2 separate regions of the Mus musculus genome follow, and region 2 is linked to region 1. A link is a contact called in public Micro-C data. All regions are on one chromosome and are shown on one strand. The core of a region is the stretch at or near the end of the contact, and the rest is flanking DNA. Distances in the headings are between cores, read along the strand shown.

Region 1 (3,946 bases), core at 625-3,124:
CAGCTTCTGCTGTACTTGGGAGATGGGGAACTGAATCCAGTGCTGATATCATTTGACAAAGAGCCCAGGCTTTGGTTCCTGGCTGCTTTGTCATCAGCATGAAGGGCTATCCCCAGCCACACTAGAGCTAAGGACATTGTGAAGCCGAAGGCTCACCAGGCCCTGTCTGTGGAAGTACGGAGAGGTAGTGCTGCTTTCTACTGGAGTACACGATGGTTGTCATGGGCTAACCCATGTCCCTCTAAGGTGGAGGCCCCTAACTGTCATTCACCCAGAGTATGGCCTTGTTTGGAGACAGGGTCTTTACAGAGGAGATCTGTTTAAATGAGATGGTAGATTAGGTCCTATTTCATCAGGACGAGTGTCCTACTAGAGCAATGGTTCTTTTTTTTTTTTAATTTATTTATTTATTTATTATATGTAAGTACATTGTAGCTGTCTTCAGACACTCCAGAAGAGGGGGTCAGATCTTGTTACGGATGGTTGTGAGCCACCATGTGGTTGCTGGGATTTGAACTCTGGACCTTCGGAAGAGCAGTCGGGTGCTCTAACCCACTGAGCCATCTCACCAGCCCGAGCAATGGTTCTTAATCAGCGGGTTGTGACCCTTTGGGTGGGGGTGGGGCACAAATGACCCTTTCACAGGTGTTGCCTAAGACCATCAAAAAAAAACCCACAGATGTTTACATTATAATTCATAACAGTAGCAAAATTACAGTTATGAAGTAGCAATGAAAATAATTTTATTTGTTGGGACATCACCACAATATGAATTGTATTAAAGGGTCATGGTATTAGGAAGGTTGAGAACTACTGTTCTAGACACAGGGAGTTTGGACCACACAGACACACACAGAGTAGACATTGTGTAGACCCAGGGAGTAGACAGTTATCTGTAAGCCAAGTAGAGAGGCCTACACAGATTCTCTGGAAATGGAGCTAGGGACCCCACTGACACCTGACTGTGAACTAACTCCCAGTCTATAGAGACACGAAAGAAGACCTTCCTACACTCTAAAGTGACTTATCCTAGTGCTTGGCTGTGACAGCTCTAGCAAAAAGAAACAGTGGCCAGGAGCCCCACGGATTTAAAGAATACTCTTGTCTTTAAATTATCCATATTTTCATTTTATTATATTTAATCCTACTCCCCTAAGCAGGATAGGTCACAGACAGCATAAGGGAGGCCTGGAGCACTGGGTGTTTGTTGCTACTATGTTACACTTGCTGACGCTTCTCGGCCTTTTGGCTAAGATCAAGTGTTACCCTTGCTGTCTCAACTGCAGAAGTGGCATTTTCTATGCTGGATTAAAGGGTCAAGAGGAGGCTTTCCCAGAGACTAAAGTGGGTGAGAAGCGCATGCTGGAGTCTGAGAGATGAGCCTCTCTCCTCTCTGTTTTGCACGATTCTAACTGCAGCCTCCAGGCCAACCTGAGACGGCAGATGCTAGGCCTGTGGTATGAGATGCCTTTGATGCCCAAAGACTCTGCTACCTGATGAGCTGAGATGCATTATGCTGGAAGAATGTGGTCAAGTGCACCAAGAGGAAACAGGTTATTGAGCCCCATACTCACTCTTCATTAGGTTTCAATAGAGCCTTCAGTCACTCCCCCAGACCCATGGGCAGAGCTGCCTTTTCACCAGTAGGTGGCAGCAGAGGGTTTGTGGAAAGGAGGGACACCGATCAGTGAGTTTGTGGCTGTCAATCATAGGGGCTTGCTTTCAGAATCAGAGGAAAAGTGATTCCGACTACCAGTAAACATATGAAGCCCAGAGAGGTTGCAAGCACAGGTAGCGATCTGTCCTCACATCCGCTCTGGGAGCAAGGCACTGTGGGTATGTTGTGTTCAGACCCAGGGCCTCTAGGAGGTGACACATTTCTGTTGCTTAAGCCACACAGTTTGTGATAATTTCTTACAGCAGGAGAGTAATACAGGCCAACAAACAAAGGAAAGCCAGGCCTTCAGGCTCCTCCCCTGGACCCCTTCTCATGTACTGTCAGACTTGGTCAGCTTTGTTTATATTTTTAAATTTTATTTTATTATTTTATATGCATACGTATTTGTCTGCATGTGTATCTGTGCATGTTTGGTGCCTGGAGAGGCCAGAAGAGGGCACTAGATCCCCTAGACCTGGAGTAACCTAGACCTGGGAATCCAGCTCCCTCGGGAGAGGCAGTGGGAATGCCAGAGTTTCCAATCAACACCCCCTGGGGCAGCCGGTACTGGCTTAAGCAGGTAAAGATTAGAGACCCTTACTGATGCGGTGTGGCCGGGGAGGCATCATTCACCTCCAAGCCTAAGGATTCAAGTTCAGAAACTCAGCTTCTTTTTGCCAAAGCCCCTGCTTTGAGTTTTCTAAGACCCCTGTGACCTAATTTGTTGAGCGTTTGTCTTGGTATTTTCTCAGGCTTTCCTCCCACACCATGGCGTGGCAGCTGTTTATTCAACCACGCTCACTTCTTTGCCACCCTTCTTCCCATGATCAAAGGGTAGCATTAACAACCCCAAACACACCGAATAATCAAGCTGTCCAAGGGCTGACAGTAGGTCAGCACACTAATCTCCAATACTAGTATGGCAGAGAATTGGGGGTGGGGTGGGGTTTAACTGTTTCTTTTCCTTACATGCAGTTATTTTTGCACTTCAAACAGCCATTTTGCAGAAGCACTTTCACAGATAAAGGGCGTGTTATTGAGAGGATGCTAATGTGGCCAGTGTAAAGGCAATGGGATTGAGTAACAGAAGGAGAGAAGTCGCTGTTGGGTGGCAGCCATCCTTTAGATTTCTCTGTTAATAAGAATGCAATTCCTTCACCTCTCACTGACAACCCGTTCCCTGGGAGCCACGAAAGGGCACTCTCTCCCACTCCATTTCCCAGTGGGAATGGCTTTTTGTTGGTTCCCCTCCCCAGGCAGGCTGCCTTAGCATCCCAGGGTGACAGGCAGCATCGGGGGCTGATATCCACGCGACCATCCCGCTAGGAGAACGGCAGAAGCTCGCATTTCCCATCAGTGCGGCCCACTCAGTTCTGTTGTTTGCTTTTCAATACCCCAATCTGTGGCTCATCAGCTCAGCATTCAACAGGAAACATCTTTGGTCACACTGGATAAAGCCATCTTAAAAAACCATCTCCCTTGGATTTGAATATTTGCAAATGAGCCAGGAAGCCGAGGGGTGTACAGTGTGAAGGTGAAGGACCTCTGGAAAGCAGTGTTGGGCGAAACATTGGTAGGACCTGAATTAAATGCCTGAATACTGAATGATGAAACTGTTATCTCTCCTCAGAGGTCAACCATCCTTTTAAATTCCAGTTCAAGTTACAGAGAAAAGTCACAAGGCCTCTGTAAGCCCAAAGGCACAACTTTGGGTGGATCCCTAAAAGGAAATCTCAGGTTACCCAATACACACAAATCAATGTGGTGTAAGTCTGCATATTTCACAGGGATATAAATTAAATACTTAGTTTGGATCAGTTGACCACAAAGTGGGTTAGGATATCACTACTAAGAAGGAAACATCGAATCTTCAAGGGAAAAGCCTCACAAGAGACCTCACACTACACTGGGTGACGTCACCAAAGAGAATGTCATCCCAGAAGCCTTCAGGGCCGTTCAATTAAAGATGGCTGGGATAGAAATGGTTGGGATCCAGAGCTTTCGAATTAGGTCAAAAAGAAAGGAGAGAGAAGTTGCGCAGGCCAGACTGGATTTTCTTTATCATTCTTCCATAATGTAGAGGCAAATGAAGTCACTGATGGGTAGGCAAGAAGCTGAGTCTTCCCAGTTGTAGGACAACATTAAAAAATAATAAAATATCTCCAGCAAGAAAGCACACCCCAGAACTACAAATTAATGGTGTCTAATGTTCTAGACGTATTGCCTTAAAGTTTAAGTGAACCGTAATGCTGTGTGTGTGTGTGTGGGGGGGGGGCGGTTAGAGAAACT
Region 2 (4,205 bases), core at 1,561-4,060, 42 kb after region 1:
AAGAGCATTTTTATTATATACTTATTGATGAATTGAAATGCGACTGAAACCATAATAGAAAAAGAAAACAGTCCAGAACAACAATGTTTTTAATAAAAGTAGCCAATGACCTCTAGACCAGCATAGGCAGACCCTAAAGTAAGCCTGCCACTTTGTTCATTACAGATTTTTTAGTTATTATGTAGCAAAGCAAGGTAGCACAAATCCAGGGCCAGAGCTGATGTTAGGGGAAAAGGTAGACAACCAATGCTGCCTACAGCACACAAGAAGATCAAGTCTTTGTAGTCCTTGATGCAAGGGTGGCTCAGGGAAAGAACAGGAGGCTTAGACCCTGGAGCTCTGTGCTCCAATTGGACTCTTACTAGCTGACTTACTATGACACCAGAACTCTGTATAGCTGTTTCCTGATCTCTTAGACTATTCTAAAGAAAGGTATGGTAGTTTGAATGGGTATGGCCTCGTAGACTCATGTGTTTGAATGTTTGGCTCATAGGGATTGGTACTATTAGGAGGTGTGGCTTTGTTGGAGTATATTGGCCTTGATGGAGGAAGTGTGTTATTATGGAGGCAGGCTCTGAGGTCTCATATATACTCAAGATATCCCCAGTTTGGTACACAGTCTCCATCTGCTGCCTGTGGATCAAGATGTAGAACTCTCAGCTCTTCCAGCACCAGGTCTGCCTGCACACTGCCATGCTTCCAGCCATAATGATAATGGACTGAACCTCTGAAACTGTAAGCCAGACCTAATTAAATGTTTTCTTAGTTGTCTTGGTCACGGTGTCTCTTCACAGCAACGGAAACCCTAACTAAGACAAGGGGTCTCTCACCTACTTTAGCATGGAGGGCTCTCCTGCCATGGCTTTAATCTGACCAGTTTGGGAGAAGAGACTCATAGCTGCAGGAATCAGCTCATTGGCTCCTAGGTTGACAATACTCATGGGGGAAGAAGAGGGCTCAGGACTGCTGTCAGACCTTCCGAATCAGCAGCCTGAGATCTAGCTGCTGGACTCATCAGTTAGAAAGGTTTTGCCAGCTGGCTCCCAGCATGGCCAGTTGCTTCTCCTATGGTATCTGCTCTTCTCATAAAACTCCACATTTTAATAGTGGGCTAGATGTTAGAGAGAGCCACCAGGAAAACACGGACAAATACATGAGACTAGCTACCACAGTGATGCTGGTAAGGGCTTCTGGGATGGGGGAGCACAGATACATTGGGGGTGAAGTGAGCTTTCAACCTGTATGCATAAACAGAGCCCCAGCTTTGCTCCCAACTGTGCAGGGAATCATGGAAAGAATGAATAGTCATGTATATAACTTATTTCACAGCACTAAGTTGAATTGCTCTTAGTTTGGAGATAAAACCTATTTGCCCCTCTAGTTGTTGGCACTCAGTTCATATCTCCTTTCGAAGAACAGATTTCTCAGTAGGTAAGAAAAATTCAAGTACCAGGAATTCAGATTTATAACCTATGATTTGTTTGTGAGGCAGGTTGCTGATGGAGTGTCTTTGTATTCCTGTGAGCCATACGCTCTAACCTAAGATCTTATAGTAGAGCCTTTAAGTATGGACTTCTGGAGCTGGGGAGGCTGCCCAGTTGGTAAAGTGCTTGCCAAGCAAGCAGCACAAGGACCCAAGTTCAGATTTCTAGCACCAGGGAGACAAAGGCAGGCAGATTCCTGACTTTTCGAAAGACAGATGTGTACATACATATGTACATACCTTCCACCCAACAGAGAGAGAGAGAGAGAGAGACAGAGACAGAGAGAGAGACAGAGAGAGAGACAGAAACAGAAAGAAACAGAGAGAGAGAGAACATACTCTCAATCAGCAGTTAAAAATATACTTTTAAGGCATCATAACTTTTCTCTTTGCTCCCTAGTCAATTTTGAGAGTATACTTAACAAACCAGATTCAAAGAAACCAGTGGAACTTTAAAAGTCACAAAGAAAGATAGTCTAAAAAGAATTCTAGAGACAGCCATTTCCTACTGCAATACATAATTTAGGTGTGGACTTCTCTGGATGCCGTTCAATGCCTCAACGTTAAGGGCTCTAAAGACACAGAGGACGACAGCAGATACTTGAAGTATTTATAGCTTATATGAGCACAGATAAGGATAACGTGTTTAAATGAGAAAGCAGGCCACTTGGAACAGAAATATGACTCACAGAGAAACAGAAAAATCTCAGCTGTAAATTGCAATGTCAATATTTGATGTACTTTCCCGTTCCTTGTTTGATGCATTTTCTCCCCAGGCTGTCTGTATTTGGTTTTAAAACTTAGTTAAGCCAGATGAGACACTTACAATCATGTCAATTCTGATTTCAAGAAATACCATGTACTGTACTAAAGAAATAAGACAACCATGATAAGGACAGTTTGCCGATTAGCTTTCCCTGCTAAATAAGCAGGGCTGAGCTCGGTGGGCTAAGCATTCAGGGGTGTTCACTCCCAGGGCTCCTCGGGCTATATTTCTCTTCAGGGTTTTTTAGCATCCCTGAGTCTCTGATCCTCATGATTTCCCTAAGGAGAAGGTAACTGTGGTAGATCTTCCAGCTTTTTGTACACAAGAAGGCTAACAGCAGAAACGCCTGTGGGGAGAGCAGGCAGGAGACAGGCAAGAGGATGAAGAAGAAAGGGTGGCACCCAGAGGGTCCTCAGGTCTCCTCATCAGCTGAGAAGTGTCAGGAAAAGTGAAACTGCCTGAGCTTGCTAGCTGGCTTCTTGTAAGGGCGTCCTGGGATCTCAGAAATGCTTTCTCAGTTGTCTCTGGGAGAGGTTGAGCACCACCCAGCTGCAGGAGGGTGGGCTCAGTGGAGTGACCATGACTGATCAATGCCTCTGGGCCTCCCTTCCCTCACACACTGCAAACACCCAGCTCCTCCCTTCTGCTTCCGATGGAGTCCATGTTTAGTTCTTGCAACTGAACCCTGACTGATAGCTAAGTATGAGATCCCAAATACCACAGTAGAATGCCAGAGAAAACTGCTTAAAGCAACGGAGCACCAAAGAGAGGGGAAAGACTCTTGGAGTATTATAGACAGAAGGCTCACTGGTCCATTTCCCACATGCACATCTGGAGGTGAGCTAGCATCAGCAGGAGAGAAGATGTGCATAATTAGAGCACAGTGCCCAGAGTGCACAGCTGGGTGGGCGGGCATGGAGAGGTAGCTAGACTCTATCTGGCCACAGGACTGGCTTCAGGGGGAGGCCAGAGCCCGAAGAATCCCTGCGAATGCTCAGGAGTTTAATAGCTCTTACCAAGAGATAGAGCACTTAAGAACCCTTCTGATATCAACAAACCACTTACCCACCCACCATCACCACCACCACCAAGAACCACAACCATTACAAAACCCCAACCCCAAATACCATTCCCTTAGTGCTGGAAATTTCAGGAAATGATTCAAGAGGGCATTGAATGATACGCTCCTGATAATGACCATAGTAGCAAACTATAAAGAAGTACCATTGTTATGAGAACTGTTCTTAACGTTGCTGAAGCCTTGCTGTGACTTTTCTGCTACCCTCCAAGTGTCACTTACACTCATGGGGTACAGCCCCCTGCATCTGCTGCACCATACATCGAGGGGCTTGACTGAGAAGCCAGATTTAAACATTCATAGCCCGCATTCATATTAAGCTATTATATGTCACATTGAATGTCTTCAAACCTAGAAAGCTGGGCGAGTCAAATGTCCTTTATGTACTTTAAGTGACTTAAGTCATCTACAGAGGAAGGAAGCTTTCTGGTGGTTCTGCAGGTGAAGCGATCCAAACCAACCCCCGCTGTCTCACACTTGTCCGCTTCTCCAGAGCCAGTGCTGCCCCATCTGCTACCCAACAGTCTGGACTCTTCTATGCAGCCAAGAGGAAGGCAGAGCAACAAGATACAACCACCAAACGTTAGCTCGCCAAAGACCATGCTGAACTCTGGACTCACAGATGTGGCAGCTCTGAAAGCCATGGATACATTCTTTTTACCTTAGTCATTAAGGTCTCACGTACAAAACAATGCACGAAGTGTCTTTGTAGCTACATGAGTAATATGTATTTAGAGAGGTTATTTTAATGAATCTGCTCGTGGGATCTGTAGCAGAGTCACAGAGTGCTTGCTGAGCGCTGCTGAGGCCCTGAGTTCAATCCATAGCAATATTAGCAAATAAATAAATAAATAAATAAATAAATAAATAAATAAAAT

The links. A called contact is a pair of places that touch in the nucleus more often than the background predicts.
Region 2: a contact with region 1 is called in a Micro-C map of the HL-1 cell line, with 2.9 times the contacts expected there. A contact is called at or near these places in 25 of 484 Hi-C or Micro-C datasets (the AML12 cell line, the HL-1 cell line, cardiomyocytes and 9 more), 7 of 130 datasets of targeted methods (cardiomyocytes, embryonic stem cells, heart atrium and 1 more) and 2 of 9 other capture datasets (embryonic stem cells and pancreatic islet).

Annotation. Positions count from the first base shown.
Region 1 is chr19:24,299,442-24,303,387 of GRCm38.p6, forward strand. All of the region lies in intron 14 of Pip5k1b (phosphatidylinositol-4-phosphate 5-kinase, type 1 beta), which reads right to left. Among named protein-coding and RNA genes, the nearest start is that of Fxn, 21 kb to the left of the region's middle.
Region 2 is chr19:24,340,886-24,345,090 of GRCm38.p6, forward strand. The region is part of intron 13 of Pip5k1b (phosphatidylinositol-4-phosphate 5-kinase, type 1 beta); the gene reads right to left. Among named protein-coding and RNA genes, the nearest start is that of Fxn, 62 kb to the left of the region's middle.